2 separate regions of the Zea mays genome follow, and region 2 is linked to region 1. Evidence: chromatin contacts called from public Hi-C data. All regions are on one chromosome and are shown on one strand. The core of a region is the stretch at or near the end of the contact, and the rest is flanking DNA. Distances in the headings are between cores, read along the strand shown. Region 1 holds the start of LOC100382137 (Cupredoxin superfamily protein). Region 2 has its middle 100 kb from the start of LOC100272233.

Region 1 (4,911 bases), core at 695-3,194:
ACCGATAAACAGATACCCTATCGACAGTTGTCCACTTGTGCTTGCGGATTCCCGGTGCTGGCCCGGCATTCCTGTAGAAGAGAATTGACTAATACGTATATGTATATAACACGTACAACGTGGGGGGTTTTGACTTTGAACGACAACAGCCATGCATGTTTTCGCTTCTCTGCATATGAGCAAGAAACCACTGTGAAATGCCGAAACCATCAGCGTCCGTTTCGACAAAGTCTTCGGCAGCAGTGCAGGTGAAGCTTACTCGGCCGACGCAGACGCAGCAGTGCCCGGGCTGGGGAAGTGGAGAGAAATGAACGCGGCCCGGATAACGCCGGGGTGCACCTTCGGTTATTTTTATCCCAGGTAGATCGGATAGGATTGAGAAAAATTATAATGGCCCGTTTGTTTCGTTGAAATTGAATTCTATTTTAATAATTATAATTTAGACAAAAACTAATTAAGTTTATATATTTATATATATAATATATTTGTATATTATCCTAAATTATATCAGAGAGATAGTTATATACTATATTTATGTTATAGCGAAGCAAGTAGAATAGTATGCTATAAGTTGTACATTGGAAAAATAGCATGTAAATCTATAAAATCAATTTTCATCTCTCACCCCATGAATTTGAAATAGGCTTATATATGATAACTTTGGAAAGTAGTGGAATGTCACATTCTAAAAAAATAGCCTATTCCATTAGTAAGATTTTAATTTCTCAAAATGAAAGGAAACAAACGGGACATAAAAGATTTTGACTTGTTCGAAATCGAAACTCACTCAATCTCACACAATCCATATGGATTGAGAGCAAAACGAACAAGACCTGGGTACGTCAACTTGTCTTGAGGTCGATTTGTATTATAAGGTCTTATTCGTTTATTCCTATTACATATGGATTAGATGTGATTAGAAAAAAAAAATAAGAAGAAGTTTGACTTTTTTGGGATTTAAACTCATTTAATTCCACTCAATCTACTTGAATTGAGAGCGAACCGAAAGCACTGGAAGAAATACTCTTCTTATTTTATTATTGAAAGAAATACTCCATATAATGTGCCCATAAGCTTATCTTCATCTTATAGTCCTGCATAGAAATACTCCACTGGAAGTTTATTATCTGATAAAATATATGTTCATAATATGTTTGTCTAATTTTCATTACAAGGTTGCTGATGGTGTTTTGAGTATGTAGATTTATATATACTAATATTTTCACCATCAACACTTGCTCTTCACAAAACCATGGATACTCGTGTGAATAATTTCCAAAGAGAGACTACTTCAAAGTTGCTTTTTTTTAATTTCGAATTACGACTTGCTGTCAAAAGGCACGTCGATCGTCTAACCACTAGATCGAAAATAAATGCGAGCAACCACATCAAATCGAGGGCTTGAACTTGGGTGAGTAGGTAGTTTCTACGATAAGAAATCCAATCCTATATGCTCAGTTCGTTACTACAAAGTTGGTTTTATTCGAAGAAGAGGACCTATTATTGCTCTATGTGCTTAATCTCCTTTTTTTGTATTAAAAGTAGACGAAAGTCTACGTGAGCCTTGCTCTGCCCAGCAGCCTTGATGTGACCCAGGCACCCAGCTGGGCGATCACTTTCGAGGCAGTTTCAGGTTTAAACTTGAATGCCTCAATGTAAACACCTGCTTCCCTTTATAAATTGTCCCCTAACGCGTGTTGTTTGAATGGAAATAAAAAATTACGATTGAACAGGTCACTTGGTTGCTACCAAATCAGAAAGAAACAAAGCTGCTACTAGCCTACTAGTATATATATGTGTGTACATATGCAACACAGGCATAACAGCACCTCTCGAGTCTCGACACATAGCAGCTGCTTGCCTCTGCACACGCGCTCAGTCAGGCACCCCCATAAGTCATATCATAGGATCGAGCTCCTGCGCGGCTCCACACTGCGTGGATCCGGCCATGGGCTGTCCACCGCGGCTCCTCTGCTGCCTCTTCCTGTCGCTGTCGCTGGCAGCGGTGGTCGCGCGCGCCGCCACGCGGCACCAGGAGTGGGAGATCAGCTACCAGTTCAAGAGCCCCGACTGCGTGCGGAAGCTGGCGGTGACCATCAACGGGGAGACGCCCGGGCCGACGATCCGCGCGACGCAGGGGGACACCGTGGTGGTCCGGGTGAAGAACTCCCTGCTGACCGAGAACGTGGCCATCCACTGGCACGGCATCCGGCAGCGCGGCACGCCGTGGGCCGACGGCACGGAGGGCGTGACGCAGTGCCCCATCCTCCCCGGGGACACCTTCACCTACGCCTTCGTGGTGGACCGCCCGGGCACGTACATGTACCACGCGCACTACGGGATGCAGCGCTCCGCGGGGCTCAACGGGCTCATCGTGGTGGCCGCGGCGCCCGGCGGGCCCGACGCCGAGCCGTTCCGCTACGACGGCGAGCACGACGTGCTGCTCAACGACTGGTGGCATAAGAGCACCTACGAGCAGGCCGCCGGGCTCGCGTCCGCGCCGCTCGTCTGGGTCGGGGAGCCGCAGTCGCTGCTCATCAACGGCCGCGGCAGGTTCGTCAACTGCTCGGCCGCCGGGGCCTGCGACGCCGCGCACCCGGAGTGCGCCACGCCCGTGTTCGCCGTCGTGCCCGGCAGGACCTACAGGTTCCGCATCGCCAGCGTCACCTCGCTGTCGGCGCTCAACTTTGAGATCGAGGTGCGCACGTTATTTAGTTTCTCTCTCCTTCTCGATGTCTCGATTTATTTGTTTCTCCGCGTCCTTTTATTTTTTGTATATAACATTTCAATTCGTCAACAGTTACAAAAGCAGGTGTCAAGATCTAAAACAATGTAGCACTAATTGAAAAACAACTACACGGTAGGAGTAGTTATTTTTTTGTTTTTTGAAAAACACGGTAGGAGTAGTTGAATAGAAGAAAAATGCATATGGCAACCATGCAGCTATCCATTATACTCCTACATTAGAAGCTATTCACAATTCAGAATACAACTCTGATACGATATGTACAACTCTGAGGTATCTCTTAAAGGAGTGTTTAGGTTGTTAATTGAAAAAAAGAACAAGAGAGGCGGACTCTTCTCTTAGCTGTCTCGTGTACTTGATCCACGATAGCAGATTATTGGCGTGTTTGTTTCTCTCTTAAATTATATAAATTAGATTACGATGAAATGATAGAAACGTAAAAATATCATTTTGGGATAACAAATAAGTTTAAATAAGCTACCGTCTTACTTTTTTAATTTATTAGTGGTTTTAAAGTGATATTTTACCCTCCCAATCTTTCTAATGTAACTTATATGATCTGGGCGGGAAAGTTATGAGTGTGAAAGAGCGAGTCCACTGATTGCATGGCCAGCATTGGGTGCACATTTCCCATGGCGGGAAGTGACGACAACAGTACAATCCCCTGCAATCTCGCGCTAGAATCTAGGGCAATGCCGTGTTTTGGGGAAGCCCGACGCGCACATGCATGCTGCTCCTACGTACTGGACCATCTCCACGACCACAAAGCTAGCCGTTAACCGTGCATCGAGGCAACAGGCAACAACTCTCGGCCGTCCGTCTCTGCCTCTCTGGTCTTGGCCCACGTAAACTAAGTGTATATATACGTACATTGTTTGGATGCGATCCGATACTTGGATTAAAGTAATAAAGTAGTCTAGCGTTAGACGGCAGTCAGGGAATATGTGCTTACCGTTCTTGGCTCATGCATGATAGTCTGCTACCTTACTAAACTATTTTGTACACTAGTACGGTTCAGTTGGTGCACCAACCTGTGTGCGCAATTGCCTAGCAACAGCAAGCAACGTGCGCGCGCGACGACCAAGTCAATAGTCCAACAAGTTGTAGGTCCAAATGCTATATGCACTGCACCCGTTATTAACAGCTCTTGCGAATGGCAGTATAACGTATATGCTCTCGATCTGCAAGCTGCAACTCTTGTTTAATTTATTTATTAGTTGAGTCAATGTTTCGTTTAGTTTCCCTACTAATTGGCTTCCTTTCAGACGACGCATGCATGCATGTAGAGCCATTTTCGCAATGCCATATACCCCATCTCTCCCAACCGTCCGATCCTTTATGTACTTGTACCGGAGTAATGATCCATCCACGGCATGAATGGTTTCAGGGCCACGAAATGACGGTGGTGGAGGCGGACGGGCACTACGTGAAGCCGTTCGTGGTGAAGAACCTCAACATCTACTCGGGCGAGACCTACTCCGTGCTGATCAAGGCGGACCAGGACCCCAACCGCAACTACTGGCTCGCCTCCAACGTGGTCAGCCGCGAGCCGGGCACGCCGGCGGGCACCGCCGTGCTCAGCTACTACGGCGGGCGCAGCAGCCCGCGCAGGTCGCCGCCGACGGCGCCTCCCGCGGGGCCCGCCTGGAACGACACCGCGTACCGGTTCCGGCAGAGCGTGGCGACGGTGGCGCACCCGGCCCACGTCGAGCCTCCGCCGCCGCGCGCCGACCGCACCATCCTCCTGCTCAACACACAGAACAAGATCGACGCGCACATCAAGTGGGCGCTCAACGGCGTGTCCTTCACGCTGCCGCACACGCCCTACCTGGTGGCCATGAAGCGGCCGGGGCTCCTGGACACCTTCGACCAGCGCCCGCCGCCGGAGACGTACGCGCACCGGGGGTACGACGTCTACGCCGTCCCGCCCAACCCCAACGCCACCACCAGCGACGGGCTGTACCGCCTGCGGTTCGGCTCCGTCGTCGACGTGGTGCTGCAGAACGCCAACATGCTGGCGCCCAACAAGAGCGAGACGCACCCGTGGCACCTGCACGGCCACGACTTCTGGGTGCTGGGCTACGGCATCGGCCGCTTCGACCCGGCGGTGCACCCGGCGTCCTACAACCTCAGGGACCCCATTCTCAAGAACACCGTCGCGGTGC
Region 2 (4,911 bases), core at 1,613-4,112, 440 kb before region 1:
ATTTAGCATAAAACAGAAAGAAGAATGATCGTGGAAACGTAGAAACTGGTGGAAGTAGAAGGGTGATTGTGGAACTGTGAAACCTGTTGCTTTATAGAGTAGAGGTCCATGAAAGTGGAGTTCTAAGAAATAAAAACCAATCCATTCCTAGAAAATGACCGAAATGATCAATTCCTAGAAAATGATGTAAATGATCAATTCCTATAAAACAGGAACTGACCAATTCTAAGAAATTTTAGAAACCGAGCATTTTAGTTTTCAGTTATTTAAATTTAGTTTAGATTCTTCCAAATTAACTGATTTTTCGGTAGAGCTCAGATTTAAAACAAATTTAGGAAACACTACCGATATTTTAAATAATAATAATTGATAAGGATACAATACCAATATAGTATAATAAACACAGAGTAATTTAATATGAGACATCACACATAAATTAAACATAGTCTTACAAACCACAAGTATGTGAAGTACAATTCGTATATTTTGATTAATTCTGTTATCTAAGAGTAAGAACCGAAATTTTCTCGATTATTTTGGTTCCTCGTAGTCTAGAACTGAATAAGGAACTAAATTTGATTCTGGTTATTCGGTTTCGGTTCTGTTTCTTTCAGATTAGTTTCTCGTCTTTGGTTAATTATGCTTGACCCCGGAGATGAGAGGGGTCGATGGCGGTAGCAACAGCAAGGGGAGGGGATGACGTTACGGCGGCTCGGCACAAGTGAGGGGGAGAGGCGAGGGACAAGGCGTGTATAGGAAGCCTTGGGACTGAGGGGTCGCAGGGAGAGGTGTAGAGATAAAGAATGATCTAAATAATATTGTCTATTCGATTTTAGTGAGTAAGCGAGAGGGGTTATCCAATGATCTAAACTATTAGTTTTAATGACAAGTCTGGATGTAATTTTTTTGGTGGAATTAGTGGAAGTTATGAGTATGGGGTGATTTGATTGAGTGAGTTTTGCAAGTTTAAACTGGTAGATTATATGATGGTAGATATAGAAGATATGCAATCAACTCTCCTTTGTCGGCCAAATTAACCTCTGACGACGTTGTTATGTGATCCATTTTCCTTTTTCCACTCGAGTCCATGCCTGTATGATCCAATTCTCAGCCACACAACGCGGGCATTGAAATCGAGTGGGCCAAGTCACTCTTGTTAAACCGTGGCCCACTTGTCCCACAATCGAACCAGAGGGGGCGTGAAATAACTTTGCACTATATATATATATATATATATAGAAAAAGTCTATTTCACTTTCCTTACCTTCTGCTTCAATTTATGTTTCTTAATTAAAAAATAGATTTTAGACTCTAAAACTTCTGACACCATCTGACCTGAGCGGTCTTTTAAAACGGTATTTCATGACATGGCTCCATATCAGCCGTCTCTCGTAGCACCACATGAGCCACGTAAATCAACTTTTATGATAATTGAAAAAGTTAAACTAAAAGTTATAAAAAATATAAAAATAACTTTTAAAATATCTAAATATTTCTCTACAAATACATTTTATTTGTTTCAAATTATAAGTCAGTCTAACTTTCTTAAAAAGTCAGAACATCTTAAGTTTAACCAAATTTATATAATAGAGTAATATTTATAATACTATAAATACCATTATATACTTTATTAATTATACCTATTTGACGCCATAAATTTTTATATTTTTCTCTATAATTTTAGCCAAACTTTAGATGCTTTGACTTTCAAAAAAAGTTAGAGTAATTTATAGTTTAGGACGAATGGAGTATACTTGATAAAAATACTTAAATTTGATATAACTTTAGAAAATCCATAGAAAAAATTACTTTATCTCACATTTAAAAAAATCATGATCTATGTTTGTTTTGAGCAAGAACCATTATATAGAGCATAATTTTAGGGACACAAGAACTCTCATTTCAAGCTCATCCAAATTGCAGTTCTTGCTTGGTCATGTGCTCCTGATGTGTGCGCTAACCTACGACGATGAAAGTTATCGAGGAAGCAAACAAGCTGATCTGTATTTCAGTATTTAAGCTCATAAAATTTTCCTTAATTACATTTTTCATATATAAATAGTTAAGCATTTTTCATATATTCCATAAAACATGTTAGTTTAATATCCTTCACTACAACTTTTAGGGGAAAACGCCACCAAATGTCGTGGCCTACTATTTACAATACTGTATTTTTTTCTCATGCATCTCTCAATGGTTAAGAAAAGGCGTGCCATTGATGAAACATGATCTGCAGTTTGCACAATGTCTGCGTGGTGATTCACACTGCGTTTTGCAAGAATTTGCCTTAGGGTGCCATCCTCTGTTCATTTGGCCTAGTTTTAGATATTAGGGGACCATATTGATTCGATAGATCCATTTAACTTAAGTATGGGAAAAAATGTACAACATGATTTTATATAAGATAAAACTATTTTTATATATTTTTTGATTTAAAACAAATGTTCTATAAACTTTATAAGCTTAAATAAGATTTTAGTATTTTAACATAGATGTGCTTTTTCTAAAACGAGATTTTTATATTTTGAAAATTATTTCTAGAATTTTTAAAATAATTTTGAATTGATCTTCCGGAACTTCCGTGAAAATCCAACTTATATCTATCCCGGCTAGGCAACGTCAGCCAATATGGCTAGGCCGTGCAAAATGATCAAGGAGGTAAATTGAATGGTTTGAGAAATTAGAGTCTAAAATTTTGGTTTCCTAGTTATGTGATGTAAATTGTACTCGATCAATAGTTTAAGGGATAAGACAGACTTTTCCATTTGCATTATTACCTCTTAAATACTATATGTTGTGTTGTTGATACTAGGCCCATCAAAGTAGTGGGCTCAAGGCTGGTTATATAATAGGCCCTTGCGAATGACACGCGAGACCGTCGGAAATGATGTTGCTTGCGCACTGCGAGTCTGAGGGAGCCCAGTGGCTTTGACTGCATGGGCTCCGAATTTCAGAACGTATATGGTTGGATAAAATAGTCATGAGTCATGACTCAGCTCACTCGACTCATAGTTAACTCGGCTAGGTTTGATTCTCGGCTTTAAGGATGGCAATTTAATCCATAGATTTGGATATCCGTCGGATATTCGATCCGACGGATCAGGATATAGATATGTTTTTCGACCCGCGGGTTAGACCTGTATCCGATCCGAGATAAAGTGGGCATGGATTTGAATATTAAATCTCATCCGCGGGTAATCCGTTGGATATCCGAAATTAACCATTAGTCCATTATTGTCGGCCCACACATGGATTGAGTTGGATTTATATTTGGAGGAGCCAACACTGCCAAGAACTCAAGAGCTTGACATTATCAACTGGTGACAGTATGCAGGGATCAAGTATCCAACTTTGAGAAAAATTGCTCGAGATGTAATGGTAATTCCTGTTACAACAGTGGCATCTGAGTCTGTCTTTAGTACTAGGGGAGAGTAATTAGCCCACATCGTAGTAGACTTGCTCCAAAAACAGTAGAAGGGTTGATGTGTATGCAAGCTTGGGCCCGAGCTGACATGTTAGGCGACCAATCCTATTTTATAAATGCACTAATGACTTGTTTGGAGGATGAAGAGGAAGAAATGGTAACATGATTCAACTCTTTAGTATGTTCTTATATTTTGGTTATCGAATCTGATCATTGATTTAACCATTTATCTATTTTGTTGTTTAGATGAACATGATTCTACTATGATTGACTAAAAAATTTAAACACAGCTACTATAGCGCTAGCTCAAGTGCTCAACACTACACTCGGATCAGATCAGAAGGCAAAAGGCTTAAGGCCAAAAGAAGACATGTATTTGTTGTCATGTATTTGTTTTCATGTTGCGACATGTAGACATGTATTTTTATCATGTTGAGAATGTTGCTTGTTGAAGGACATGTATATTTGTTTAAATTTTTATTAAATTTTAAGTTGTATATGATGTTGAAACATGAAGAAATTTGATTAATTATGTTATTCAATTGCTGAAAATGATTTTATCATATGTGATGGATATCCAATGGATATCCGAAACCCGATGGACATAGATATGGATATAAATTTCTACTCGTGGATATAGTCACGGGTGGATATTATTTATGACCGTGGATATGACTGTGGGCGGATATTTCCAATATCCGATCCGAATCCGACCCGTTGCCATCCCTACTCGGCTTGTTTTAATTTTATCACGAGCTAAATATATCTCAGCTCTGTTCGTTAACGAGCCAGCTTGACACGAGCTTGAGTCAGCTCGTTAGCTTGAATGAGCTAGCATTTATTAGCAAAACAAAGCCTATGCTTGTATTGGATAAATTAATAAGTGATGCACTATGTTAATTTATAGTTTAAATGATGTGATATATGAAATTATGAGTATTGTTAGTCTTTTCTAGTATTAAGTTAATATGAAATTAACTAACGATTGATTATATTGTTGTATATATATGTATATTATTTTTTGTTGTGACTCACGAGTTAAAGGAGGTATCGCAAACGAACTTAGCTGAGCTGGTTTTTTAAATCGGTTACTTAACGAGTCGAGCCAAGACCGTTTATTCTCAAGCTTGACGAGCGATCTGGCTCAATATCCACCCTGCCCGGTCGCGGCGACGGCGGCTAGTTGATACCGTTTCTTGGAAGCACTTGGCCACCGAGAACTCTGTTAGAAATATAGGCATTTTCTGTATTATTTTAATTCCATAAATTAACATTATTATGATGACATATAATAGATAATCAAACATGGAAAATGTGATCTCAAAAATATCCATAACAATATGGATCATGAGAACACAAAGCATATGAAGCATGTAATTCATATAAATAAAATAAGCATATAAACATGGTTCATGGATTATTGCAGAACAACTGGAAATAAACAGATAACAATATAAACAGCATGACTGTAAAATTAAGACAAACAG

Evidence for each region. Hi-C and Micro-C count contacts between places; a contact is called where the count stands out from the background.
Region 2: a contact with region 1 is called in a Hi-C map of ear, with 2.0 times the contacts expected there. The contact joins the enhancer-like site here to the promoter of LOC100382137 in region 1. A contact is called at or near these places in 2 of 25 Hi-C or Micro-C datasets (ear and leaf).

The regions. Positions count from the first base shown.
Region 1 is chr7:104,133,336-104,138,246 of Zm-B73-REFERENCE-NAM-5.0, reverse strand. LOC100382137 (Cupredoxin superfamily protein) reads left to right here and starts at 1,944. Exons shown (of 2, transcript NM_001174898.1): 1 at 1,944-2,698; 2 at 4,134-4,911. The coding sequence starts at 1,949.
Region 2 is chr7:104,575,277-104,580,187 of Zm-B73-REFERENCE-NAM-5.0, reverse strand. No RefSeq gene overlaps it. Among protein-coding and RNA genes, the nearest start is that of LOC100272233, 100 kb to the right of the region's middle. Within about 2 kb of position 2,862, at least 14 of the 20 cell types and tissues checked have an H3K27ac peak or open chromatin away from gene starts, as enhancers often do. A contact at or near this core is called in ear and leaf, where this site is marked.